Linked DNA regions of Mus musculus: regions 1, 2, 3, 4, 5 and 6 are each linked to region 7. Evidence: chromatin contacts called from public Hi-C, HiChIP or PLAC-seq and promoter capture Hi-C data. All regions are on one chromosome and are shown on one strand. Each heading gives the region's core, a stretch centred on a gene start, on an enhancer-like site or on the middle of the called end of the contact. The rest is flanking DNA. Distances are from core to core; before and after follow the strand shown. Region 1 holds the start of Bspry (B-box and SPRY domain containing). Region 2 holds the start of Hdhd3 (haloacid dehalogenase-like hydrolase domain containing 3). Region 3 overlaps 8030451A03Rik (a long non-coding RNA gene). Region 4 holds the start of Tnc (tenascin C). Region 5 has its middle 32 kb from the start of Rgs3. Region 6 overlaps Rgs3 (regulator of G-protein signaling 3). Region 7 holds the start of Akna (AT-hook transcription factor).

What was found. Promoter capture Hi-C pulls out the DNA fragments that hold promoters and counts their contacts. A called contact is a pair of places that touch in the nucleus more often than the background predicts. HiChIP or PLAC-seq counts read pairs in DNA pulled down with a chosen protein or histone mark.
Region 1: a contact with region 7 is called in a Hi-C map of CD8 T cells, with 2.3 times the contacts expected there. The contact joins the promoter of Bspry here to the promoter of Akna in region 7. A contact is called at or near these places in 2 of 39 promoter capture datasets (erythroid cells and pre-B cells), 3 of 484 Hi-C or Micro-C datasets (CD4 T cells, CD8 T cells and rod photoreceptor) and 5 of 115 datasets of contacts at active chromatin or transcription factors (astrocytes, effector CD8 T cells, memory CD8 T cells and 2 more).
Region 2: a contact with region 7 is called in a promoter capture Hi-C map of the HPC-7 cell line. The contact joins the promoter of Hdhd3 here to the promoter of Akna in region 7. A contact is called at or near these places in 2 of 39 promoter capture datasets (the C10 cell line and the HPC-7 cell line) and 6 of 115 datasets of contacts at active chromatin or transcription factors (bone marrow-derived dendritic cells, double positive thymocytes, large pre-B cells and 3 more).
Region 3: a contact with region 7 is called in an H3K27ac HiChIP or PLAC-seq map of the NIH/3T3 cell line, with 3 times the contacts expected there. The contact joins the enhancer-like site here to the promoter of Akna in region 7. A contact is called at or near these places in 4 of 39 promoter capture datasets (the 3T3-L1 cell line, maxillary cranial neural crest and stem cell-derived epiblast-like cells), 2 of 484 Hi-C or Micro-C datasets (the 3T3-L1 cell line and muscle stem cells) and 4 of 115 datasets of contacts at active chromatin or transcription factors (the NIH/3T3 cell line, bone marrow-derived dendritic cells, bone marrow-derived macrophages and 1 more).
Region 4: a contact with region 7 is called in an H3K27ac HiChIP or PLAC-seq map of the NIH/3T3 cell line, with 2.8 times the contacts expected there. The contact joins the promoter of Tnc here to the promoter of Akna in region 7. A contact is called at or near these places in 4 of 484 Hi-C or Micro-C datasets (cerebellum, cerebral cortex, cortical neurons and 1 more) and 5 of 115 datasets of contacts at active chromatin or transcription factors (the NIH/3T3 cell line, astrocytes, embryonic basal ganglia and 2 more).
Region 5: a contact with region 7 is called in a Hi-C map of CD8 T cells, with 2.3 times the contacts expected there. The contact joins the enhancer-like site here to the promoter of Akna in region 7. A contact is called at or near these places in 1 of 484 Hi-C or Micro-C datasets (CD8 T cells) and 3 of 115 datasets of contacts at active chromatin or transcription factors (double positive thymocytes, neural stem cells and regulatory T cells).
Region 6: a contact with region 7 is called in a Hi-C map of memory CD8 T cells, with 4 times the contacts expected there. The contact joins the enhancer-like site here to the promoter of Akna in region 7. A contact is called at or near these places in 2 of 39 promoter capture datasets (the C10 cell line and pre-B cells), 1 of 484 Hi-C or Micro-C datasets (memory CD8 T cells) and 4 of 115 datasets of contacts at active chromatin or transcription factors (bone marrow-derived macrophages, large pre-B cells and memory CD8 T cells).

The regions. Positions count from the first base shown.
Region 1 is chr4:62,477,549-62,481,323 of GRCm38.p6, reverse strand. It overlaps Bspry (B-box and SPRY domain containing), which reads right to left and starts at 1,257. Exons shown (of 7, transcript NM_138653.1): 1 at 887-1,257. The coding sequence starts at 1,231.
Region 2 is chr4:62,500,086-62,503,565 of GRCm38.p6, reverse strand. It overlaps Hdhd3 (haloacid dehalogenase-like hydrolase domain containing 3), which reads left to right and starts at 1,366. Exons shown (of 2, transcript NM_024257.1): 1 at 1,366-1,408; 2 at 3,473-3,480.
Region 3 is chr4:64,082,697-64,086,712 of GRCm38.p6, reverse strand. All of the region lies in intron 5 of 8030451A03Rik (a long non-coding RNA gene), which reads right to left. Among named protein-coding and RNA genes, the nearest start is that of Tnc, 38 kb to the right of the region's middle. Within about 2 kb of position 2,597, at least 25 of the 459 cell types and tissues checked have an H3K27ac peak or open chromatin away from gene starts, as enhancers often do. A contact at or near this core is called in the NIH/3T3 cell line, bone marrow-derived macrophages and muscle stem cells, where this site is marked.
Region 4 is chr4:64,045,374-64,049,195 of GRCm38.p6, reverse strand. Tnc (tenascin C) reads left to right here and starts at 2,260. Exons shown (of 27, transcript NM_001369211.1): 1 at 2,260-2,447. All of the region lies in intron 4 of 8030451A03Rik (a long non-coding RNA gene), which reads right to left.
Region 5 is chr4:62,585,614-62,589,504 of GRCm38.p6, reverse strand. It overlaps a transcript of Rgs3 not described here. Among named protein-coding and RNA genes, the nearest start is that of Rgs3, 32 kb to the left of the region's middle. Within about 2 kb of position 2,229, at least 15 of the 459 cell types and tissues checked have an H3K27ac peak or open chromatin away from gene starts, as enhancers often do. A contact at or near this core is called in CD8 T cells and regulatory T cells, where this site is marked.
Region 6 is chr4:62,683,518-62,686,987 of GRCm38.p6, reverse strand. The region is part of intron 10 of Rgs3 (regulator of G-protein signaling 3); the gene reads right to left. Among named protein-coding and RNA genes, the nearest start is that of Gm52741, 15 kb to the right of the region's middle. Within about 2 kb of position 1,622, at least 149 of the 459 cell types and tissues checked have an H3K27ac peak or open chromatin away from gene starts, as enhancers often do. A contact at or near this core is called in memory CD8 T cells and pre-B cells, where this site is marked.
Region 7 is chr4:63,401,497-63,405,543 of GRCm38.p6, reverse strand. It overlaps Akna (AT-hook transcription factor), which reads left to right and starts at 2,099. Exons shown (of 22, transcript NM_001045514.3): 1 at 2,099-2,325. Gm52742 (a long non-coding RNA gene) reads right to left here. Exons shown (of 3, transcript XR_003955424.1): 3 at 3,418-4,047.

The sequences.
Region 1 (3,775 bases), core at 8-2,507, 920 kb after region 7:
GTGGGCCCTTTTCCTCGTCTGAAAAACCTTAGTTAGAACCCACGCTTCAGCCTGGATGGAACTCGATGATAAGTATCTAAGTCCTTAGGAATTTGTAAAAGCCTTACCCATGATGCAAGCTGATTTATATCAACTTTTCTCAAGTCTATTTTCACCATCCCTGAGTAACTGAACTCCACCGGCCCCAGTTTCCAGGGAGGTGTGTTTATTACAATCTGGTTTGAGTAGGTGATGTCCCCAGCGACAGCTCTCAGTGCACAGCAGGGCTCGGTGCCAGGGTGGGGTTGGGAGAATTAAGCCATTTAATCAAATTGCAAGGAGTTCCCCAGGGGCCTCAGCTAAAATGAAAGGAAGACGACGGCTGCACCAAGGTGACTTGGCCTCCAATCTCAGCAGCTCAGGGAAAAGGATCAGGGTGTAACTGGAAAATGACCAGCCTAGAGCCACACTGAACCAAGAGATGAGGAGACCTTAGGAGATAGAGTGCCCTGCTATTCTTCCACCCTATCCATCACTTCAATTACAGTCTGGCCAGGTTGGAAGGGAACTGGATCCCTCACCAGGAAACCTGAAAGGGGGGAGAGGGTGACTCTAAGTCAAGAGGTTAGGGGGGGACTAAGTTTTTACGAGGTCAGCTATAACAATCACGTGGTGTTATGAATGCCTAGAAACTACTGGTGAGAGACACCAAGCTTGGATCAGTGACTCACAGGGAGGGGGCAGGATTCAAACTCCGATCCAGTTTACTCCAGAGGTCACACCTTTAACCACCTCCTTCTGCAAGGGAAGCCACAGAAAAGCCACTATCCCCCACCCACCCACCCCGGTCCCTGGTCCCTGCCAGTTCCCCCGCCCCAAGAAAGTTCCCGGCCCCACGCCCGCTTACTCTCAGCTCCTCCGCGTGCTCCTCCGCTCGACGGATGCGGTGCCGGTGACAGCGGCCGCCAAACCCGGCGCAGGTGGCGCATACCGGCCGTCGCTCCGAGAGGCAGAACCAGCTCAGAGGCTCGAAGTGCTCGGGGCACAACTGGCTCCGCTCGGACCCCTGCTTCGGTCCCCTCCTCAGTCCGGATCGCGGCCCCGGCTCCGGCCCGGACTCGGGTCTGGGCTCCGGTCCCGGTCCCGGCTTCGGCCGGGACTCCGGTCGGGACTCCGGTCCGGGCTCCGGTCCCGGCTCCGGCTCCGGCCCGGACTCGGACCCGGACTCCGTCCCGGAGACATCCGCGGACATGGCCGAGAGCCGGAGGCCGCGCGCTCCACCTGTCGCAGGTACCGAGGGCGTGGCCCTTCCAGGCCCCGCCCTCTCTGGCTTCGCCCCTCCCAGGCTGCGCCCGCGCGCTGACCCACACCACACTGGTTCCGCCTGCATCTGTAGGCTGTGGTTCTTTATAGGATTAAGTTGTGTTGTGTCAGAGTTTTAAAAACAAACAGCTGGGAGCTGGAGAGATGGCTCAGCGGTTAAGAGCGCCGACTGCTCTTCCGGAGGTCCCGAGTTCAAATCCCAGCAACCACATGGTGGCGCACAACCACCCGTAACGAAATCTGATGCCCTCTTCTGGTGTGTCTGAAGATAGCTACAGTGTATTTACATACATTAAATAAATGGATAAATCTTAAAAAGAAAAGAAATACCTCAAGATACGTGATGTGTTTGATTTAAAAAAAACAAAAAACAAAAAAAAAAACAACTGACATTCTAGTGCCTATACGAATCTTTAGTAAGCAGTTACGAAGTGTCAGATTTTTTGCTAAATGCATTAACAGCGTGTTTGAGGGGCAGCTTTAGGCATGTGTCTTAAATACAGGCTCATTTCTCAGCTGTGCTTGACTGTTAAAGGGGGTTGAGGCGATCTCACTCTCATACTTGGGTTGAGGAGTATATAAATGAAAGCACATGAAATGAGTCAGTTATGGTGACACAAATCTGTAATCCCAACACTTGGGAGATAGAAGTGGGAAGATCAGGAGTTCAAGGTCATCCTCAAACATATAAGGTTCGAGGCCAGCTGGGTTACGTAAGACTTTGTCTCAAAGACACATTAAAAAAACAAAACAAACAAATAAAACAAACAAACAAACAAACAAAACACAAAAAACCAAGCTGTGAGTGGTGGCATGTGCCTTTAATCCAAGCACTCAAGAGCCAGTAGCTGGGCTGGAGAGATGGCTCAGCGGTTAAGAGCACTGACTGCTCTTCCGAAGGTCCCAAGTTCAAATCCTAGCAACTACATGGTGGCTCACAACCATCTGTAATGAGATCTGACACCCTCGTCTGGTGTGTCTGAAGACAGCTACAGTGAACTTACATATAATAAATAAGTCTTTAAAAAAAAAAAGAGGCAGAAGCTGATGGATTTCTGTGAGTTAGAGGCAGCCTGGTTTTACATAGCGAGTTCCAGGCCACCAGGACAGCCAGAGCTACAGAGGGAGATAGTCTTAAAACAAAACAAAGCAAAAAAGAAAAGTTATGAACAGTGTCAGGCACACAGCAGCTGCTCAGTGCTAACAGCAAAAGGAAAAACACTTATGACAATTTTTATCACATTTATTTATTTAGAGAGAGAATATTTGAATACTTTGGAAGTGTATGTACCACAGTGCATTCGTAAACCAGAGGACAGCTTGCAGGAATAGGATCCCTCCTTCCATGTAGGTTTTGGAAGTTGGACCTAGGTCACCAGACTTGGCAGCAAGCGCCTTCACTCTCTAAGTAACCCCATGCCTGATTACTATTTTATGGAAATTAAGTAACGTGTGGAGTCTCAGTTGCTGATTGATGGCAATGATACCAAAACCCAAGCAGTTTAACTTCTGGTTACCTGGATGAGTAATTTTTAAGTTACAACGTATTGAGAAGCATTGAAAGGGCTGATTTTCCAAGTAGTGTATTTGCATTCAAATTTCCTGAATTTGATTATTTGGGCTTTTTCTTTTTTAAATTGACATTGATGAAAAAGTAACTTTGAAGACAATGGGATATGCAAATAAGCACAAAATACCAAAATACCCATTTCAAGAACAACTAACTTCTGAGGCTCTTTCTGCCTCTTTGATGAATCAAACTGAACCCAGAAGGAGCCTTCTGCAGGTCATGCAGCCTGGTATTCCTGATATGTGGGGAAAACTGCTCCTAGCCCAAAGTTGGCCTCTTGGGGGCTTGCATATCTCTACACTGGAAACCCTCAAAGCCACTACTACATAAAGAGGATAAAACTTTTCCTTTGTAGTCTTGGCTTAGCCCCCAGATTTGAGTGCAGCCAAAAGCCCTGAAGCCACTCAGAGTCGTACTGAGTGGAGCCATCCTTCCAGTATGGACACGAGGCCACTCAAACACACAATGCTCTATGCCAGGTGACATAGGAATGTAGGGTTGTTGGTTATACAGCTCCTGGTTGTAGGTCTTGGTCAGATTGCCTGATTCCTCTGGTCTCCCTTTTCTCCTCAATTCAGTAAAGTAACAGCATATCTCACTTAGAGGCCTGCCTCAACAATTAAATGCAGTCTTATCAGTGAAGTGCTTAGTTTGGGGGTTTAACATGTACCAGGCACAAGAAATGCCTTTATTACACACAAGGACCTGAAATGTACTCGTAGCAAATTACGTGCGGTTCTTAGAGGGGTGGGTACTGTGATCCTGACATCAAAAGAAAAAAAAAAAAAAAAAGGAAAAGGGAAAAAAACCAAAACTGGTCTAGCAAGCTGGAGAGATGGTTCAGTAGTTAAGAAGGCATTCTGTTCTTGCAGAGGATCTGAGTTCTGTTCCGAACACACAACT
Region 2 (3,480 bases), core at 117-2,616, 900 kb after region 7:
TGGCAGCTGACATTGATTATCTTGGAAATCTACTTAAAGCTAGCCTGGATTCTAGCTTTACTAAGTTACTCGTGTCTAGTCTCCAGGGTGGCAGAGTTGGAATCAGAACCTACAGGCTTAGGTTTGAGGTGACCCTGAAAAGAGATACAGTCAGGGATTCCAGGATTCTCTGAAGAACAGGTGGGCCTCTGATGTCCTGGCTATCCTTTCTACCTCCATTTCTGAGGAGCAAGCTTGTTCGGCAAAACCAGTCTGGCAGGTGAGCTGACTGCTCTGTGACTTTGCACTTTGCTTTCTGAGGCCCAGGGAGAGGGAGTTGAGTCCATCTAAAGTCCACAGAGCCAGGAGATAACAGAAGATGTTTTAAGAGGGTACCTGTGGGGGAGGGGAAGAAAAGAGCAGAGGGAAGCCCTCCTGCCCCTGCCCCCCAGCCAATTCCTTGGCAGCACTTACAGCTCATTTCCGTTATGAACTTGGTTTTTGCCTGATCCTCCCATGTTCGCGTAGGCAGGAAACTGACATTTTCCTGCTCTATCCACGCGTCAGACACAGAATACAGGTGCTTACTTGGCACCTCACGAATCAACTAGGTTGAGAGGAAAGCTTTGCTTTTTTGCTTTCAACGGTACTTTTGAATATAAACGTGTATTTCAGTTATGAAAACCGCATTTAAAGGGAAACTCTTCTTTCCTTTAAATGTTTGTTTGTTTTTTGTTTTTTGTTTTTTTACAGAGAGAAACTAGGTTAGACAGACACGGCGGTGGCACGCCCATTATCCCAGCACTTGGGAGGCTGAGGCAGGAAGATGCTCAGGACCCGTTTGCCTGCATAGTGAGACCCTATCTTAAAACCAAGTGTCTAGGTTATTGCAGTCAACAAACTGTGTGTGTGAGACAAGAAGTTCCCTTCTAGAACCAACTGGGGTCTCTCAGAACAGAAAGGGACAGAGCCTTGCTGGAGTCCTCACTGCGTTTGGGGAGCCGGCCTGAGCCCTAACCCCACTCCCCGCCATTGCCATTCCCAAGTTAGTCTAGGTCCCCTAAGTGTCTCCATCCCACGGAGGCGGGGGCCGGGGGATAGAGATGAGAAGCAAAGAGAACACCTGGGTTGTGATAATGAGTATAAGGGCAGTGGGGAGGAACGTGATGAGGGGTGAGACAGTGACCTTAAGAAGCCAGGGGACGGTGAGAGGGCGTGAGACAGGGAGCAGGGAAGCTACGGGGTAACCTAAGGGACAAGAGGCCCAAGACTCAGCGTGGCGAGTGACGGGCGCGAGGGAGGAGCTTGGTGACGCCTAGAGTGGGGCGGGGCGAGAATCAATGGCAAGTCCGAGGGTCGCGAGCTACTGATCGCCTACATAGAGCCGGTGGAGCAGCCGCTGCGTCTCAGGTCTCTTTTCCCGAGCCAGGTGGGTGCGGAGGCCCGGGGCTGGGTGGAGGGTGCTAAACCGTGGGAATCCGTGCAGTCGAGCTGGGGACGCTGGAGGCCAGCCAGCAGTGGACTTGGCCCCGGAGGCTCCAGTCTCGCGTCCCGCTGCTTTTAGGGTAGTCAGTCCTGCAGCGGAGCCCCAGCCCCGCTATGACTTTTGTCCTGAGACATCCAGAGGACTTTCGGAACCAGTCTGGTTCCTGGCTGGGCCTCAGCCTACCTACCTGCTCGATGAGAGCCCTTTTAAAGTTGTCTCACTATTTCGAGCTGACTTAAATCTCTTCTTTGTCACATTTCTTTACGCGCCCCGCCCCCACACCCCTCCTCACCTCTGTTTTGTTTGGCTGCATTCTGAATGAACCCCGGACCCCACAGATTGAAAGACACAGCTAAGCAGTCCCCTCTGTCTGGAGACAAACCTGCAATCAGTCTCTGACTCCAGGCAGAGAACTGACAGTTGGGTATTTGGCACTAATAACTCCAGGGAGAACTTGCAGCTCAGAGCCAAGTTGGAACGGACTGTCTTCTGTCCCACTCTTCCCAGGCTCAACATAATCCAACTTTTAAAAGAATATAAACATGGGTAAGCAAAGGCAGCCCTGGCTAGAGTCTGGACATTTGGGTTCTAATCCAGGCTGTTGGCAGGTTCACAGCCCCTCTCTGGTTCCACCAGCTCCTCACCAGTTATGTTGTTGGTCAGAGTCTCCAGGAACCTTTCTCTTTTTTGACATTACTAGTAATTTTTTTAAATGAAGCCAAGTTGGAAATTTTATTAATAACATTTTAATGCAGGATTAAGCATGAGGGTTAGGGGGGAAAGAAGGACTCTGAGGAAAGTCAAGCATACTCAAATATAAATATGGGTTTCTTAAACAAGGGCACCATTTTCTAATAATTGTAAAAGGGTCATGGGCTGGAGAGATGGCCCAGAAGTTAATAGCACTGCTGTTCTTCCAGAGGACCCAGGTTCGATTCCCAGCACCCATGTGACAGCTCACAAATGTCTGAAATTCCAGTTCCAGGGCATTTGACACCTTCTTCTGGCTTCACAGGCACCAGGCGTGACGGAGGTGCACTTATATACATGGAGGCAAAACCACATACAGATAATGGCAGGCATAACTGCTTCCTGACTTTGACCTACAGGGCTATGCACCTGAGCTCAGCTCTGCCCAGAGCACTAGACTTTGCCCAGCCTCAAGGAAGTTTATATATATTTTTTCTGTATGTTCTTTCCTCGGGATTCCTCAACCTGCTAAGGAAATTCCCTGAGTTCAAAGACTGACTTTGGTTCCAGATTTATAGCCTCATGGCACATACCAACTTCACTGTGCTTGTTTTATAGGTTTTTGGTCTACAGAGAAACCCTTAGTATTTAATACCTAGAAATGCCACAGGGGATGGAAAACTGTCTTATTCCCCAACATCGGACTCATAAGATGTCCAGAAATGTGTTTTGAAACAAATGCATAAATTATTTCATTTAGTCCAAAATTTTCCATTGGGTGTTTTTTTTTTTTTTTTAAATGATTTGTTTTCTCACCTTCATGTGTGTCTGTGTGAGGGACTGTCCCCTGGAGCTGGAGTCACAGTCAGTTGTGAGCTGCCATGTGTGTGCTGGGAATTGAACCCAGGTCCTCTGGAAGAGCAGCCAATGCTCTTGACCACTGAGTCATCGCTCTAGCCCTGGGTTTTACTTTTTAAGCCAGATTTAGCCCAGCTAATCTCAGACTTGCCATATATCCAAGGAAGACTTTGAACTTCTGATCCTCCTGCCTCTTCCTCCTGCCACTATGCCTCCTTTATTCCATCTGGGGATCACACCTAGCTTTATGTGTACTAGACAAGCACTCTAACCAGCTGAGCCACAACCCTAGCTCCAGCCCCAAGATCTTGTGAGGTGGGCACCCTCGTGCTTCTCTTCCAGATGAGACTCACGGGTATTTAGAGTAACTTCCTCCGGTCACATACTTGGTACACCAGGATGCCAGTCTCTGACAGCAGGGCCTCAGCATCTACCTCACCTACCGATTTTTCATTCCAGGATCTTGT
Region 3 (4,016 bases), core at 1,348-3,847, 680 kb before region 7:
AAAAGCCACATCCTGCCAAGATGCTCTTGGCTTTGAATCCAAACCCTTCCCTCAGTCTCCCCTCCTGGACCAGGTGGAGATGAAGTCAGACTCTGGCTCCCACAGTGCATCCCTTACAAGTCATCCCAGCCACAGTTCTCCCACATCAAGGGATGTGGGAGGCTGATCACTGGAAGAAGGGGGAAAGGAAGAATAGACTAGAAAGAACAGAAAAAAGATAGCACAGACAGTCAAACCCTCCATAGCTCTTTGTAAATGACAGTACTGTGTGTCCATCTCTGGATGATTACATGGAGGAGTGTACTCTGCAAGAGCCATTAGTTCACTCAGAAAGAGCCATGTGACCTATTTTGACCAAGGATGGAGCAGAAGTGATAAGTGCTATGTGGTTGTCTGTTCTCTGTGCCATCTGCCCAGGTTCCAGACTGAGGCTTTTCATTCACTTTGGCTCCCAGGCTGAGACAGTCACAACCTAACCACACAGCTAAATTGCACAATGGAGAAATAAACCTGTGGTCACCCACTGACAGTTAAGTAACATTTGTTACCCAAGTTTAAGTTTAAACTGTCCGATAACCTCCCTGAGATAGATTCTTCCCTCCACCCCTCTCTCATGTGTATACATGAGTTTCCTTCCCTGTTTTCATCTCTCTCTGGATTTCTTCTTTTTTGAAAAAAAAAAACACCTATATGTAACATGCACCATAGCATATTGAACACATATCTACTGTCAGACCTCAAGCTTGATCTGTGCCTTCATTTTCTCCAGCAGGGAGGTCGTGCTTAACAAATAAATGCCTGCTGAGATGAAACTTGATTTGTTTATTCTTTCAGTGAATGTTTTCTGTTATTCCTCTTTGAGCATGACAGGACATACTTGGAAGGAATAAAGAAAGAAAACAAATACAAATGCTAACTTCATAATTCTCCCAGAGCATAGTTCTTCCACTCACGTGGAAGGTGATCGCTGACATGGATAACACTAAAACACATACTTTGTGCCATTCTCCCTTCCACACTCTCTGTATAGAAGCTCAAGAGGGAACCAAGAGGACTCACATGATTTGATCCAGGGGAATAAACAGAAGCAAGTATTCATTTAGTAGTCTCATAGAGAAACTCCTGATATTCTGATAAAATGGACTACAGATGGTGTAGCCTAACTCTTCCTTCAGTATCTTCATGCAAATGAGATGTGCAGACCCACAGCTATTAACATGAAATGGTTCTGTTATTAACAAATATAAAAGAATAGACAAAGAAAAAGAAATCAAGATGGCGGCTTTGGCATTGGGGTCATACTTGACAAATGAGTCCAGTTTCCTTTGTAGTTCCCACCATAAAATGATAAAATAAAATGAAAAACAGATTGGCAGTGATAACCAAAAAAAAAAAAAAAAAAAGAAAAGAAAAATGGGTTGTTTAGTTTTGGAACATCAACTTTTACCATCTTCTTTTATTATCTAACTCCTCTTTGTCCTTTAAGACATGGGTCATTCCTTACATTCATCCTTAAACCTCACTCTGATCATAAAAGTAAGATTCCCTTCAGCCACATCAATAAAGCAAATGACATTTATTTTCTATAAATGGCTCATTACATTATGCCCATACTTCCTAAATTCTGGCATATGCTCTGTTGAGATATTTGATTTTCAAAGATATATGGTAGCTATTCAATTAGATCTGTATTTGTGTACATTTTAAGCTTTAAAATGGGGGTGAATGTAAACATCCATCATGTAGAATTTCAGCCACAGATCTTCTGGATCTAGCATGTATTTCATTCTGTTGGATATCTTCACACCCAAGACACTCCATAAGAATAATTTGTAGTTGAATAACACTGGCAATTTTCTAAAATAATTTCACCAAAAGTCACCTGCTATCTCCCATTCTTCACCTTGGCATTGAATTTGAACTAGACATTTGCCTTGCTTGGCTTCTGTGAAGGCCTTTTGCATATCTGAACTGTCCTTATCCCAGTAAGCCCTCTCCTACCCAAGAGCTGGGACATCCAGGAAGCCAATGCATATTTCATTGTATGAAAGGATCTAAGAGAGCCAGACCTGGGTTTAAAGCCCAACCATACAGATGTTGAATGAAGAAAGAAGGGGCGCATAGTCTCTGAAGAATGGAAACTGAAATAGTACCTACTTTATAGGACCATGAAGGTTGGTCAAACCAACACACACAACATGCATAGCACATTAGCTGCCATGTTCACAAAGAAAAATACAAAAACAGAAAACAAACAAACAAAGCCATGAGCTGTCACTATAAAGCTAATCAAGAAAGAAGCAAATTGGTTGATCCCTCCATCAAAGCCCGTACTCACTGTGAAATTTCGCAAAGTATAAACAGTGTTTTGGCAACCCAGAATAGAAATGAGGGATTATAAAAGGCATAATGTGGATGAAAATTAGGTAAGTCAAAATTCAAATCTGAAAGTCAGTTTGTTACCTCGTGGAACATGTCTCTGTTGGATAATCAAGTAACTCCATTTGGAGAAATAATTGTCCCACAGACTGGAACCAAAAGTGACTCACAGGAAATGGGGGCGGACTCTACATTGCCGTCAAGAGCACTTCCTGGTCACACTATGAGGTTTTCCCTGGGATGAGCTCACAGGAGGACTAAGAATTTGCTGCCTACCACAGACAAGCTGAACAGCTGCAGTTCATTTTCAATTCCTGTCAAGGAAGTTGGATGAAAGAACTGGGGTAGGAATTTAGGATGTGACATTGAGAGATGCCGTGTTCACTAGGGGGCCATGGAAACCAATTTGGTACAGATTCATTCTTGATTCCCAGGATGAAACATGAGGTAGGAATTCCTCGCTATGAAGACAGAGATAAGCCAATCCAGAAAAGCATTCCTTCTCTTTCAATTTGGAGCTGGTGATGAGACACCTGGGCTGTGTCTGACATATGACTGGGTTCTTGCTATCTCCAGCTAACTTTCCAGGTACGTTTTTATAAGTGTGTCTGCCTTCTCTGGTCTTTACTTGGTACCAGTTCTAACAGGAATGAATTTGGGCTACTCTCAGGCTCACTCAGGACTTAAATGCATCGTCATAAAGAAAAATAAGTGACTACTATTAGGGCTTTAAGGAATCCAATGAATGATATTCCTTTCTCCTTCTACCCTCAAAGTTAGAATATACTATGAAAGTTGAAATTAGAGTTACATTTAAACAAAAATAAGTAAATTGTCAGTATCATTAGAAAAAAAATTTTTTTGTAAAATCATGACTTTATAGTGCTGCACCTGAAACTAGTGTATAAAAACACCTTGCAACAGAGTATCCTTTCCAATCTATATCTCTATTCCAACCACATGGAAGGAAGCAGATCAGAACCCAGCTTCTCCTAAAGCTGATTCAGAAAAGAGAGGTGGGCCAGCTAGACAATGCTTATACAGCTTAAGTCAGACCAGAACCAACTGGTAATGCTCAGATGGCTGAGTCTGTCCAGAGTGTCCTATTCAGTAAGCCTGGGTTGGGTCTCAAAGTCTGCATTTCTAATCCATAGGCTGGTTATAGCAACTCTGACGACCCTAGAAACATGAAAGACTTCTTCACAGCTAATCAAACAGCTCAGTAACTTCCCTGCTAACTAAATCACTCCTTTCATGTTGGGGGCTAGGGTAAGGGTGGGAGCACAGAAAAAGATCAAAAAGCTCCAAAACCTGGAGGGACTTAGAAGGGACATCTAGCCTACATCCCTTCAAGAAGAGTGAGAGATGGGTGTACACGCCCAGCCGCCAGCAGCTATAACATTTTTCATGGGACTTGCTTAGTCATAAATTACTTACTGATTTATTGGAGAAAATCTTTTTTAAAAGGATTTTAATTGTGCTTCACTGTCTCAACTGTAGCAATACAAGCAATAGTTTCCAAAAATAGGCATTTAGTCCTTCCAATTAAAACAAAGCTTGCTCGTTTTCAATATTTCTGCCTATGATAAAAAGAATAAGGGAACCATGGAGATCAGTCTTAGCTTTATGATACAAGC
Region 4 (3,822 bases), core at 1,011-3,510, 640 kb before region 7:
GGTCTTCACGTGGCCCCCCACCTCCTCACAACTGGAGCAGGGGCTGTCTCTGAATCTGTTTCTTGTCTGTGGATCCCACTCCTCTAGCTGGGCCACCTTGTCTGGCCTCCGTGGGAGAAAATTCACCTGCAGAGAGATTTGCTATGTCAGGGTGGGGTGACACCTAGGGCCTGGCCCCCTTCCCAGGTAAAAGGGATGGGGGAAATGGGGGAAAGAGCTGTAGGGCAGGCACTGGGAGGAGAGGGAGGCTGGATACTGGGATGTGGAGTGAATAAATAAATTAATGGAAAAAAAGATAGATCTCAGGTGTCATGTGACACATTTCTGTGACCACTGATGGTTATAGTCTTATGTGTCAGGATCACCATCCTCAGGGCCTCCCATCTGACTTCGCTTTCCAGTAATAGGTTAAGCAGTTTGTGGTAGCTGTGAATTCATGATTGACTATAGAACACTAAGAATTGTTGGGGACCAGGGATGTCAAGTCTGGAACATTCTTAGAAGCCCTATTAATCACACGGCTTTTAGCAGACTCTCTCAGCTTACCTTGTTCAGACATAAGAAAATGGTTACAAATAAATTGATTATATATTTATTGTATATAAACATAGCTCATAGGACACATGGAGTAAAGACATGTCTAACACTTTCTCTGCTAACTGAGAAGAGGTAGCCTGGGTCTGCTTAGGAAAGCCTAGAGGCGTGGAAGCATTCACTACTGGTGGAAAGACAGGCTTGTGCCACTGAAATATGTTTTGGCTAACACGCAGAATGAAAAAATTCCCAAAGCAACCAACATCTGAATCAGCCCAAATGGTTTAAAAGTTCAAATGAGTCGTTTTACGACATGACTATTTATGGCTGTTCCTGATGTCTGAGCGGTGTGTGTGTGTGTGTGTGTGGGGGGGGGGGGGATAGGGAACACTTAAGCAGGCAGTCTTCGAGTCCTGGAATCGGTGCCACCCTAGGGATAGCCTAATTTTGTCTTGCTTTATTCTCCCAGGGAGATTGAAACTAAATGTTATGAGAAAGGCTGAAGGATGGTATCAATCAGTAAGTGGATGGTTGAAATTTCCGATAATAGTTGTTAATTAAAACATCAGAAGTCTCTTCTAAATTACAGAACAAAGAGATGCATTTTCCACAGTCCAGCAAAGCAGCTGTGTCTGTTGTCATGGGTGACAGTTTCCTACTTAAGCATCACTCACTGTTTCTGGTCACCAATGTGTCATGGAGCCATGAATTCTAAGTGCTTCCCAGGCACAATTCCTTGATGGCATTAAACTGCTTCTCTAAATTGCAGGGTATAAGCACTGTCCCAAACAAGCCCAGAAGTACCGTGAGCTGAGCTTGGCCCCAGGTGCCTTGGGGATACTTTAACATGCTAAATGAGGACTTCAACCTAAATAGTGTTACCTTTTGAAATATATTAGTGCTTCTCTAAGAAAAAAAAAAAAAAGTCTTCACTCAGCACCTAGGTACACTGAGAGCTCAGGAGTACACCCTGAGCTAAGTACTACACCCTACTTAGTAGACCCTACTAAGTAGAAAGCACTTAGTATGTGGCATAAACAATGTCAAAAAGTGACTCCTGAGGGGACATTGGGATCTGGATAAAGATTCCTCCAGGCAGCTGGGCACCGCTGGGTCCTGCTTCAGAAAAGCTCACTTTTCTAAGCTCCCAGTATGGTTCCCACCTGCTGAGAACTAATCTTGGGTTATCTCCAAGCTGGCCAAGAGAAACCTGAACTGCCCCGGGCTTGCTCAACTCTCCTCGATCTCCTCTTTCCAGGAACTCAGGTTCAGCCCTCAGGCTTTCTCCGAGGTGCCACCCCGCAGCTGCTGCCCAGAGCCTGAGGGAACCCAGGTCGTGTTTCCAGCTTGCTCTAGTCCAGGAGCAGCGCCAGGATCCAGTTCCCTCATATCCCAGTTCCCAAGGCTTCTGTTTCACAATTAGAATACTCATTTGTGGAGCAATGCAAAAATCACACTTCACTAACAACTACTCTGCGGGGGCGGAGGGAGCTGAAATTCCTACTTTTTTTTTTCTTCACTATAAATTGTATGCAAATGGTCCGTTAGCTGGCGGCGCGCCTGGAGTGAGTGCGTCTTTCATGAGCTAACCCTGTTCCGCTGGGAGGGCTGTGCCTTTAACTCACCAACTGAAAAAAAAAAAAGTGGGAAAGGATGTCTGGAGGCGAGGCGTCCCATTACAGAGGAAGGAGCTCCCTATATAAGCCTGCCAAAGCTGGCTGCTCCGGCCACAGCCTGCCTACTGTCACGCGTCTCTCCCGCGCGCAGACACACACCCTAGCCTCTGGTGGGCACAGACAGTGGCTGGGAAGACGCTAGGGACCGCGCGCTTGGGAACTCGTTGTGGCTTAACCCAGGTACTTCTTCACGGAGCTGGTGCACCCAGAGACTTTGCTTTTCCCGACCTGGAAAAGGTGAGTCTGTTGATCCCATCACCCAGGATCTTTCTGGTGTGCTCCTGGCATTCCCGGTACCCAGTAAGATGTGGGTTTGTAACTATAAAACTTTTGTTTAATTTCCAAGCCCGGTGTGATCAGATGCGGCCCGATTATTCTGTGCTTGCCCTCCTGCGGTCATGTATTTGGTATGGATCTGTCAATAGTCAGAGGAACTCAGGGAACTTTTGGTAAAGTTTTGTCTCTGCCTTTCTTTGGAGGAAATGTCTTACTTTAACTCTTACCCTTTTACCTCGTTGATTCTCACCTGTGGATTTTCCCCTTTTGGAGCGTTAGAGAAGTTGCATTTTAAAGTGGCATTCACTCACAGCACTTGGGTGGGATGAGTACCACGTACCCGTAGTAGGGAGAACACAACCGTGCATCTACACAGTCTCAGCACTTGACAGTTTTCGTTCCCCTCTTGTCCCATTTGATCCTCAGTGTCCACTCTGGGGAAAGATAAGAGCTGGATACCAGAGCTAGGAGATGAGTTCTGGGCACGGATGAAAAGCCCACAGGCTGTAAGATGAAACTGGTGGGCACGTCTGTGGGTTCTTGAAGCAGGGTGCCATCCTCCTGATTCAGAGACCTCAGGTGGGGCATGTGTAGAAGGTTTGGAGGCATCTGAACCCCATATTGCTCCCAAATCGGCCTCCCTCCTGACACTTTATCCCAGAACCCCAGTAACATATTCCCTTCCCTGGTGAACTTTGGAAAGAGCACAGAGATTCCTCTATGCCATCGTTGTGACAGGGGGAATAAGAGGTTGGGGTTTGACCCTAGAAGTGGCTTGGGCATTCCCACTAGTGCCACTACAACATAAATGTGTCAGGAAAATATGTAACTTCTATGGACCTTAGTTTCCACTTCTCTAAAGTGGGGACAGCAGCTCCCCTTATAATGAGGAGCGAATGAGGAACAAAAAAGATCAAATCAGCAACTGGGCAATCTCTGTCATGGCCCAAAGCTGCCAACACCCTGGACGTGAAAAGCGGGGCCTCTTAACCCAGTTTTTCAGTGTGTCTGCTTACCCCCAAAGCCTCTGCCTTCTTATCTTGCCCAATCTGAGACAGCCTGCTAGCCTGGCACGTAGTGTTTTACAAGCAAGGGGTGTGTTGGCACCATTAGGAGAAAAGGTGGCAGCCTCGGGCTTGATGTGAATCTGGAGTTCTGACTCCAGAATGTCCTCAGGCATTTACAGGCTGAAGTGCTTGGCTATGGAGTGCTGTGTGGCTGGTGGTCTTTGGAATCAGATTCTTTGCCTCAGAGGATGAGCCAGACTGGGAGCTCTCTTTAAGAGTGAATGCCTCTTTTTCGTGTGTTTTCGTGGAATCTTTTTTTTTCTTTGTTT
Region 5 (3,891 bases), core at 980-3,479, 820 kb after region 7:
GGAGGGAGAAGACAAGAGACACTGAGAACGCATCCTGAGGGAGAGGCTGGGAGACGTGACTCAGTAACTCAGACTGCTTACTGCTCTTTCAGAGGACCCAGGTTCAGTCCCAGCACCCACATCAGGGGGCTTACATCTTCCTGTAACTCCAGTTCCAAGGGATCCCACGCCCTCTTCTGACCTCCACAACCACATACATACACATGGTACACATCAACTCATGCAAGCACACACACATGTACATAAAATAAACAACAAATTAAAAAATAAAATAAAATAAAATCTCTGGGGCTAGAGTGATGGTTCAGTGGATAAAGCATTTGCTGCCAAGACTGAAGCCTGAGTCTGACATGGGAAACACACATGGTAGGAGAGAACTGACTCTCACAAGTTACCCCCTGATCTCCAGATATATGCTATAGTATGTACACACACAGAGAGACGCACATACACACACATTCAAACAAATAAATGTGAAGATTTTTATTATGTCAGAAAAATGAGAAAAAATCCACCAGAGACTTTAGTTTGGGGGATGACAGACTCACCAAGGGACACAATAAGGGAATCTAGAAAAGCCAGGTAAAAATATCTAAAAGCATCCTCATGGAGCTGAAATGAGATACACAGAATGTGGGGTGTGCGGTGGCAAATGCAAGGCTGTGGGAGCCTGATGTTTTTCCCAGACTGATTTTCTCCTGGGATGTCTCTGAACTCTGGTGATGAGGAGACCAAAATTCAGGGGATCAAAGAGAACCTAAAGGGCTACTACTCCTTTGGAACAAGGTGAGCCATAGCCAGACACAGATCCTCACAGAACGGCGGCTCAGTTTCAAATAGCCTCAGTCCCTCACGGTGACTCAAGGTGATCCCAAGAGCCAGGCACGCAGCACGCACCTGTCATAAGTTCAAGCACAGCCTGGGATGTGTAGCTCAACTGGGGCAACATAGTGAGACACTGTCGATAAGATGAAAGGCTAGCCTGGGCTGCTAGCACCTGACCAGCCAAAGAAAAGACATTTTTGTAAGCTCTGAACGAGAAGAAAAGATAATAACTCCATGCCTGACTTTTTGTGGTGGACTCTGAGCACTTGAAGAACAAAGACCCAGTCTGGAAAGACAAAGGATAGAAAAAGGCAGGCCAGACACAGGCTGGACCTGGGGAACTATGTCAGTGCCAAGAAATGCAGACTGTACCTCTACTAGAAATAAAGAGAAGGCTTGTAACAGCTGAAGACCTTATAATAGAAGTTTTTACTCTGCAGAAAAAGAAGAATTATACAACCATATATTCTTAACTTCAAAATACATAAAGGAAAGGCTGACAGTGTTGATGGCAAGAGGATGGCAAGTTTAATCTACAGTAGGACTTGACATCCTTCTCTTGGTAACTGGTAGAATAAACAGATAGAGAAAATAACAGACTCAGAGCACCAGGGCAACATGGTGAGCAAGGCTGACCAGAGCTGACACATGGGGAGAGTACTGCACCCGCCAACTGCAAGAGTCTCATCAAGGACACACAGGGTTCTCTTGATACGCAATGCTCCTTTGGGTGAGCAAGCAAATCCAATGAATCGCAAAGAATTGAAGGACACAGAATACGGTCTCCGACCAAACCATGAAATAAACAATGAAAACATTGCCAAAACTGGGCTCGGTGGCCCCTGTCTGTAATCCCAGTATTCAGGAGGCAGAGGCAGGAAGATTGTCCATTTGAGGCCTGCCTAAGATATATAATGTAGCAATAGCTTATCTTAATTAAAAATATGTGCTGGCCATATGTGAGGAGCAAAGTTTGGATCACTGGCACACATGTGAAAGCCAGGTGCTTGCCTGAGCTCCAGAGTGTGTGTGTGTGTGTGTGTGTGTGTGTGTGTGTGTATCCATATAGGTATTTTATATACATCTAGGAATGTTTTTATGCATGTGTGCCACACACCATAGTAAGAAAGGCTGGGAAAGGACATACAGGGAAGAACTCTTTTTCACCTGGCTTTCACATGTGTGCCAGTGATCCAAACTTTGCTCCCCACAACTGCCGGGTTCAGGTTCAGTGGCAGTGACATCTCTAAAGAGAGATGGGTGGTCTCAGCCATGCCCACAGCTACCTTCAGCCTTCAGAGCACACGCACTGGCTGTCCATCATCTCCCAGCCCAGATAACCCGTAGAAAAGGCAACCTGTGCTCTCCCCTAACCGTTTGCCGTTTCCAGGATGCTAGAGACCACAAGGAGAACAGTGACGTGTTCAGAGACAACCCAGGCAGGTCGCTGATATGGCTTATGGGGCAAGCTAAAACCTTGGTTTCCTTTCAAGATTTTCTGTACAGAGCCGACATTTTTGTGAATTGGGAGTTTTCAATATAAAATAATTGTACCTAAAATGCATCTAGAAGTACCATGAACATAGAACAACCAAAATAACAGTGAAGAATAAAATCAAAGGATTTGTACTTCGGGATTCCAAAATGCTATTACAAAGCTACAGTCAGTAATCGAGTCTGTGATGATGACAAAGTAGGAGACTATAAAGCAAACCAGAAGGTCCGGAAATAAAACATTTCTATGGTTGCGTCCTTAAAACACACACACATACACACAACAACAACTCTTATTGTTTGTTAACGTGACTATGTGTCTCATATATACACTGCCCCTGCCCCTGCCCCTGCCTCCAAGTGTTGTTAAGTCTTATTGAGGTTCTTTTTTGGCTAAGTTGGTGGCCAGCAAAGCCAGCAATGATCTTCTTACCTCTGTATCATACCCCCATCCCAGTGTTATAGGCTTATGTGCCATGCCCAAGAAGCACATGATGGGACTAGGTAACCAGCTTTACACGTTGTCCTCAGACCACCACACTTGTGCTATGACACATGTGTATACACACACACACACACACACACACACACACACACACACAAATAAACGTAAAACCTATTTTTAAATGAAGTACTGCTATGTGCTGTAACATGAGCATTCCTTGAAAACACGGTAAAAAGAGACATTCATAGAAATACACATACACACTTCCATTTACATAAAATCCCCTCAACAAGGTATATGCATTGAATCAGAAAACACAGTAATGATTGGTGGGGGTTGGGAAGGACGGAGGGTCAGGGATGGAAAACAAGAAGCTAAAAGGTACAGTGTTTCTTTCTAGAATGATGAAAATACTCTAAACTGGTCATAGTAATAATTGCATAACTCTGTAAATTTACTCAAAACCACAAAGTTGTACATTTCCAGTGAGTGAACTGTATACATTATGCATTATAGCTCCGTAGAGCATTTACCAGAGAATTAACAAATTCCCTAATCAAAATAAGAGGTGTGACCCTGGAAGATACAGCCACGAACACATGGTAACACTTCTTCAAATGGCATCAAATCACTCTAAAGAAGGACTAGCTGGTTCCTGGCTGCAGCTTGTGCCTTCCCTTGAAGCTAAGGGCCTCAGAGGCAATGAGGCAGCCAGCAAATGTTACTTGGACCTGCCTTCCTTGGGAAATAGTAGGTGTGCTCACGACCCCCACTCTGTGTGTGTGTGTGTGAAAGAGAGAGAGAGAGAGAGAGAGAGAGAGAGAGAGAGAGGCAGAGACTCTTTCTGTAGGGAATATTCTGATGGAAATATTTTTTCTCTTTGTGTTTCCACCTCCTTTAAATGTCTGCAGCATGACTACCAGGTAAGGCCCGCTGTTGAAGGGGCCAAGGAGTGTTGGGGAAAGGCCAAGGAACTGAGAAAGTTAGCAAAGAGATCTGCATCAAATGGTACCTACATTGGCTACAAAAACCGACCTGGAATCCATAGCTTCCAAGTCTGGATCATATTCAAAAGATCTCTAGGACATCTTTAAGGTCAGAGTCTCAGGATCCACTCATAGTTATTA
Region 6 (3,470 bases), core at 373-2,872, 720 kb after region 7:
CAAACCAGAAATGCAAGTCAGCCTGCCTCAGCCCTAGTCTGGGGCCAAACCAAACAAAACCAGAAGGGAAGTGCTGCTGCACAGAAGGGTGCCTGTCCCCAGAGGCCCTACCCTGAGGGATCATCTAGGAAGTCACCGGAGCTGACAGGCTTTCAGACAGCCTGGTGGTTATGGGCTCCAGTGCCCTTTCAGACTCTGGCTTTGATACAATGGGGCCCACTTTTTGGCTGTGCCTATCCTTTTCTCCAGCTGTGCTACTCAACCTCTCCTTTTCTCCAGCTGTGCCTGGGGAGGCCACATGGGACTCACAGGCTCTGGTTAGGGTCTTCCCCGTGCCTAGCCCAGGAGATGTACTGATGCAATGGCCACTTATTAGGGGTCTCATTCCAGAGATGGGAAGCAGAGGCCTGAGGCCATGAGACAATTATCTAAGAAAGCTGAGGCTCATGCAGGATTAACCCCCCTGTTTTCTGTCCCAGGTGTCGCACATACTGGGAATGGGGTGGGGGAGGCAGGGAGGAAACATATCTAGAAAGAAAGGGAACAGTTTGTGAGTAAGCTTACACAAAGTCAATGCTTTGTAGATGGGGCCTAGAACTCCTCATTCTATGCCACCCACCCAGGCAGGATCTCTGTGTACTGTGACCACTGTGGGCAGGTTCGGTCAGGCCAGTGTTCCTGGGAGAGCTAGCTGGGATGGTAGCGGCTTGAGGGCATATTCTAGGAGACCCGAGAACCCCCAGAAGTGTGGAATGGCAGGAGGGGGATACAAAGAGGGGAAAAGGGAGAGGGGATATATGGCAGGGTGGATTGTCCTGAGAATGGCATGGGCATAGATAGTGTCTTTGTGGAACCAGCTCTGGCAATGCTGAGAGGCCATGAGGGCAGAACAGCTCCATTCATCTCTTCATACACACTGCAGGGCAGCAGGGAACAAGGAGCTAGACCTCAAGGAAGAAATAAACTAGAGGCTAGACAAGCCACGTGTTGAGTGCTCTAGTAAAGAAGTTCGAGTAGTGGGGAACACACAATTTGGAGGGTGCTGCTACAGGCTGGGCTGATAAAAACCCACCCGGGGTGCCCCCAGGGATGCTAGCCTGCTCTGACAGGGCATTAGATCCCAATCATAACAAGCGGTTGCTCCCTGAGAGTGCTCATATCCCTCCAGGTCCGTATCCCCCGCAAGTCCATATCCTTCTATGTCTGTATTCCTCCAGGTCCATATCCCCCCATCTATCACTTCTTTAGCCAGGCTGGAGCAGGGTTAATTCTGTCCTTGTCTCGCCTGCTAGCAGCCACAGGAAATGAGCCAGGCCCTCTAAATGGAGCCATTGCCCGGGGCCTAATCAAATCCTCTCCCAAATGCAATCCAGAGCTTGGATCAGGCTGGGGAAGGATGGTATCGACGATGCCCAGAAGCACCTGCTCGCACCAGCTGTGGCTGCTGACCTCAGACGCCCACCAGCTACTGGGAGAAGGGGTAGTCAAGGGCCGCTGGGAGAGACCTACCTGGTACCGTACAGGCGCCAACTACAGAGCCATCCCCTGCTAACCCCATAGGCAACCCGGGGTTCTCATGCTGCTGATTCACAGAGGCTACCAGATGTCAGGTACAGCATATGCCCTCAAAAACCACTTCCTGCTCTGCAAGTGAGGGTGCTGGTGTTTGCCTGTGTCTCGGGCTGGCCCTCACATAGGTCAGACTATTTCAGAAAGAGGACTGGTGGGAAAGCCAGAAGACTGAAACTGTAGTCGTTAGTTTCACACATGAGATCTCTGGCTACCTGCTTTTTTCCACCATGGTACAGAGAGGCCAGGAAACTGATTGTGGAGCTGAGAACTTGTCCAAGCCTGGGAGAGGCCCTCAGAACTCTTGCCAGGCTGTGAACAGTCCCCCCCAACCCCCAGGCTTCACTTTTGTACTGGGCTTTGGGTCCACTGGGTCTCCAGCTTCCAGATCTCTGGCTCGACACTGACTTCCAACGACCTCAGACACTCGACCCAAACCCGGTTTCTCTATCCAGCCTCAGCTGGCTCCTCTAGGACTGGCTTTTACACACTGAGCCTAGAGCCCCAAACTCTGCCTCTGCCACCAGCTCAGTCCTTCACACCATTGTCTTCCAGACCCCAATACATCAGCCTGGCCAAAGTCTGGGAGAAGAGTGACATGCCCTCATAGTTGTGACAGCTTTGGACACTGAACCAGCTTCAGTCTTTCTGGCTGGGGTACCCTGAGCTTAGCCTCACTGCGCCTCTGTTTCTTCAGGTATATTATGGGATTAAGAACAACTCATGGTGTTGCTAGAAAAACAAATGAGCTATCATGTGTCTGGAACTCAATAGTGTGTGGCAATGTAAGCAGCCAGTACATAGTAACTATGACCATTCCTAACATTGCTGGGCTTGGAACTTGCCCAAAGATTTCCTCTGACTGAACCCTGCTCTTCTCCATCATAGGCCACTCTGCCTGTCCATCAGGATCTGCTCCAGGCCCTTCCTCTTAGCCCTGCACCTCCCTCATGTGCCATCCACTGCCGGTCCAGAGCACCCTCTGCATTTTCAGGCCACCCTTTTCCCGAGGATAGATTCTATTGGTTACTTTTACCCAAGCCTTACAGAACTCTGCAGCCAAACACTGTCCCGGGCTCACTGGACACAACTGTGCTTTCAGGGTGGAAGAGAAGAAAAGACATTAACCAAGATGTCACTCGAAAAAGGACAAGATCAGCACCAGCCACCGCCTGCTGTATAAAGGAGGGCTGTATCCTGCTCGAGGAAAAGTGGGGTATTGGGAGGTCCTTGTTGAAGCCACGGAGGGCAGGGAAGGTTCACTCAGAGGAGGAGGAGGACCAAGCAACATACGTAAAAAGCTTGAGGGAGGGCACGTGGCATGCAGCTCAAGGAGAGTTGGAGACCACTTTCTGGATATCCATTAAGCTCCCAGCTTCATGTGCCCCAGACTCAATGCATTCTGAGTTCCTTACTCTCCTGAGCCCCTGTATGCTGTCACTACCAGTTGCTCAAACCAAATCTTGAACATCATTCTCTCGTCTGAATCTATCACTATCACTCCGGATCCCTCATCAAACCTCAGGTGACTCTCTGGCAACCGACAGGCTGGATGCAGGGGACAGAGGGCAGAGCGGAACACTGTGCCTTCTGCTCAGTTTCCAAAACTGGGCTAGAAAACAAAACCTATTGATTTTCCTTATTTTAAGAATCTTCCTACTCTCTCTGCATCTGTACCACCCTCATCCAAATGGTGTGGGGTTCCCAGTGGCAGACCCTTCTGGCTATTCTCTGTGCCATGCTGGAAAAACTGTCTTATGGAAGTCTGACTTACCACTTCACTGTGGTATCTCTCCCATGACCCCACAGTGCCTCTCCAAATCCAAAGTCACCCCAGAAGACCCTATGGGCTTCCATTAGCTCTCCACTGGAAGGTCCTCGATATAGGGCTCAGGGCATCT
Region 7 (4,047 bases), core at 850-3,349:
CTGTAGCTTTGGATGGGTAAACTTGAGGGATAGTATTCCAGAAAGGAATACCATGTGGGCAAGGGGAAGGATAAGGGGGCTGGGGGAGGAAAAGGCCCAGTGTCGGGGTGAAGGACAGTAAATACTGGCTGCTGTCTTTCAACAAGGCTGAGGGTGTGCCAGCTGCGGCAGCCACCTGGTGTTGATGGGTTAATGATCAGGGAGGGTGAGCGGGTGAGTGACAGGATGTCAGGGGAGCCTGCCACCCACACAATGGGCCACATGGTCGCCAGAGCAGTAGACAGGGTCTTGATAAGATTTGGCTCTGTTCCATAGTCGCCGGGGGACTGCAAAGGGAGCCCCAGCCCCCAGATGTGTGTACAAGGCAGGGCCTGGGAGATAGGAGTTGAGAGGTTACTCGGTTGAAAGTGCTTGGTGCTAGCTCAGACTTAGCCAGATCCTGGCAGCTGGCCCTCAAGAGCATTCATTCATTCCATTCACCCATCAGTCACAAGCCCTTGGAGGAGACCAGACTCTCCCACCTAAGGAGACCCGGGGGCAGAAACTATGGTGATGACATAGGTCCTAAGGTCCCTTACTGCACACTGGGCAGGCCGTCTGTCATGGAATTGACAGCAGCCTCTCCAGGGCAGTGGCCACTCTGGTTAGCCCTGTTCCACAGAAAGGAAAACCATGGCTCTAGCCACTGAGGTCACAGTGCCAGCAGGAGGTGAGGCTGGCATGCTGGCATTGAACTCCCTGGCCTATGGACTCTAAGATTCTCTCCATCACTCTTGGGTGGTCCCCAGCCTGGCTGCTCCCTTGAGGTCCCCCCTCCCCCCCCAGGGCTTTCTGGATGGCAGAGGGTTGACCTCATGTCTCTTCTGTTTCCTGACTCTCTGGGTCAGCAGGGGCAGAGTAGAGAGCCAGGAGCGGACTTAGGGCTCCTGCAGCATCTTCCTTCTACCTGGCTCCTGCCTCCTCCTGCCTGCCCCGTCAGCCTGGATCCTGAAGGTCAGATTCTGTACCTCCTGCCCCGGCCCCTGAGTCCTCTCACATCATATCCTGTTGTCTTCAAGGGCCTCCTGCTTCTCTCAGGTCTCTGCAGCTGCCTTTCTAGAACATTCTCATCAGTCATGCTTGCGGCTTGCTTCTGCCTCTCTGTCCTTCCGGCCGCTTGTGTGACTGTGGCCTCCCCACCCAGACCTTCCTGATAGTCCTGCCTCACCCCCACTCAGCTTGTTACTCTCAGGCCCCTGTCTTCAGCCAGGGCAGGTCCAGCATCTGAGACCTGAAACCTCGGGTGTTTCCCTAGGATCTGCGAGTCCTCAGCCTCAGAGATACCAAAGCAGCAGGAGACGTTGGTCACCAGCCTGTCTCATACTCTGCCTCAGGCACACCTGACATCTTACACACTTCACTATAGAGTGAAGGGCCAGGTGTGATGTGTCTGTGTCCCACCCTGCTTCTTCAGATGGCTACACCTCTCACAGAGGTGAAGGGACCTGAGGAGCCACAGGTTGGCCATGAAGATAATTCTGTTCCTTCATCTCTGGGGCCTCTGAGGGAGAAGCTACAAGAGGAGATGTTCACCTGATCCTCTAGTTCTTCCTTCTTACCTAGACAATTCCAGTGCAGGCTCATCTTATCTCTAGGCATGGACAGTAAGTGGAAGGGCAGAAATCCCTAAGTCTGCCCTGAGATGATGAGACTTGTGTTAGTAGACGAAGTTAAAGCTGGACAGACAGGAGCAAGCGCCAAGGCTGAGGTTCCCCTTTCCCTCCTGTGAGGATGGGCAATGAGACCTACACAGTGGGAGAGGCTTTGATAAAGTCTTCGGTGATGGAAGAGACCAATTTTGGGGTGGGAGTGGAGGAACTGCAGGCTCCTCTTCCTGGGACCGGCATGCAATGTGACTTTAGCCAAGCCTTCTCTGGACTTCCTGCTCGTACAAGCACGGTTGTGGTTGCAACTGAGGTGGTCTCAAACTCAAGGCCTCAGAAGTTCTCTTCCCATCAATGCAGCCCCACACTTGCCCAGCAAAGGGTTAAGCTCTTGGCGCCAGCTCCGCAGAGTAACCCCCCCTCCTTTTCACAAACACTTGTAGGAAATCAGGCTGGGCGCTTCCTGCAAGGAGGAGGAGGCAAGGCAAGGCCTCAGCTGCAGGGGCGGGGAGAAGTGGGGAGGGATGCTTGTCTGTGAGCTGAGGCCGTTCTGGCTGGCAGAGCAGTCTGGAGGCGTTCCAGGCTGCTGTGGAGGCAGGGGGCTCCCCAGGTTTGAAACAAAGACCTTGTGGGCAGCTCCCCTGAGCCCAGGCCGGCAGGATGGTGGTGTAGTACTAGTGAGGTAAGGAGCTGAGCCAGGAGGAGGGCCAGAGGGAAGGCCGCCTTCCCTCTGGATGGGCCAGTCATAGACTCTGGACAACCCTGGCAGGCAGCCCAGCCCAGCCAGGAAATCACAGCTACGCAGCTGCTGCCACTCCTGTCCAGTTCTGGGAGTCCGGCCCCCACGAAAGAGTGGACCCCAAGATGCTAGTTTCCAGTTCCAGATCCAATTTGGTTCCCTTGGTGAACTTGGACCCGTGTTGGTCCCTCTCTGTCCCCCGGGGTGGGCTCATCTCAAGGCCAGTTAGTGCTTGGGTTACTGAGGGTCTCGAGATGTTCGGAAGTGAGGAACAGGCCAGGAGATGACACCCTCCTACCCAAATAAGGGCAGGGACAAAGTGGGGGCCAGGAAGCCAGCTTAGAGCTACAGTAGGACAAGATGAGAGTCAGTAATAGCCTGGCCCCTTGTTAGTTCCTCCCAGGCTCTTTGGGTGAGCCAAGGGACAGTCCGGGGACATCCGTCATGGGTATCTCCACTTGCCGCAGGCCAAAGGCCACTCCTGTGAACAGGTCTATGCCCTGCCACGGATCCAAACTTGCTTTGGAGCCCCACAGCCCAGCCCTTCAAAAGGGTCCAGCAGCTTGGTAAGGAGGTCTTTCCCCTGCCATCCTCCTGCCTCCTATACATCTCCTGGCCTTGGTTTAATAGTCACAGTGTTCTAAACTTCCTGGTTGTTCTCATTAGGTGGGTGCCTCTGTTTCCTCATCGGGATGAGGTTAAGGTGGGGATGTCCTGGCTCTCTCTAGCTGGGTAGCATGGAGATTCTGAATGCCAGGGCTGCTGAAGGTTGAAGCTTCAGTGGGGGAGGATCATCCTGGACACACACGCACACGCACGCACACACACACACACACACACACACACACACACACACACACACACACATGCACGCACGCACGCGCGCGCTCGAGAGAGAGAGAGCTGTATGAAGCAGTGTGTGGGGAACAGGGCATTGCCTAGCTAGTTGCTAAATAGAATCCCTGGAGGGTGTGACAACATGGAGATCAGTTCTGTACAGGTGTTAGGTGATAAGAAGCAAGGACATAGAGAAAGCAGTGTTTGGTGTTTTTTTGGGGAGGGTGGGGTGCAGTTTCTCTGGGGGCAGGTGGGGACCTTTAGCTCAATGGCCCAACCATTAGCAGGACCTAGTTATAGAGGGGCTGGCCCTCCTGGGTCAGGACATCATAATTCGAATCCCCAGCTTCCACTGCTACCCTGACGGCTGTCCAGACTTCCCTGCCTGCCTGTGGCACTCAGGGGCCAGGCCCTGAGCCATCCTTGAAGTTCAGCTTGTATTTTCAGACCTCTGTGTTTTTGTCTGTGCTGTTCCTCTGTCCCGATTCCCCTTCCTCTTTCTCCCCTAGATGTGCTTGGTCTGTTAAAGCTGTCACCAAACTTCCTTCTTCAGTGGTTTTTCTGGATTGCGTCCTCCACGGAGGGTGGGATCTTGGCAAGCATGTGTGTTTCTGTATCCTAGGGGCTGAGAACCTCCAAGTTCATTTGGTGCGTCTCTGAGGGTCAGGGTGCTCACCAGACAGAGGGATGGGTGCAGCAGGAACAGGCCTAGGTGACCACCATTCCCCTTTACAGAGAGGAGCAGTCAGCCAGCCACATGCCTCGAGTGGCTGGAACATACAGGGCTGGCTGGGATCTGCTTGCCTGGTGCTCAGCCTGCTGCTCTAT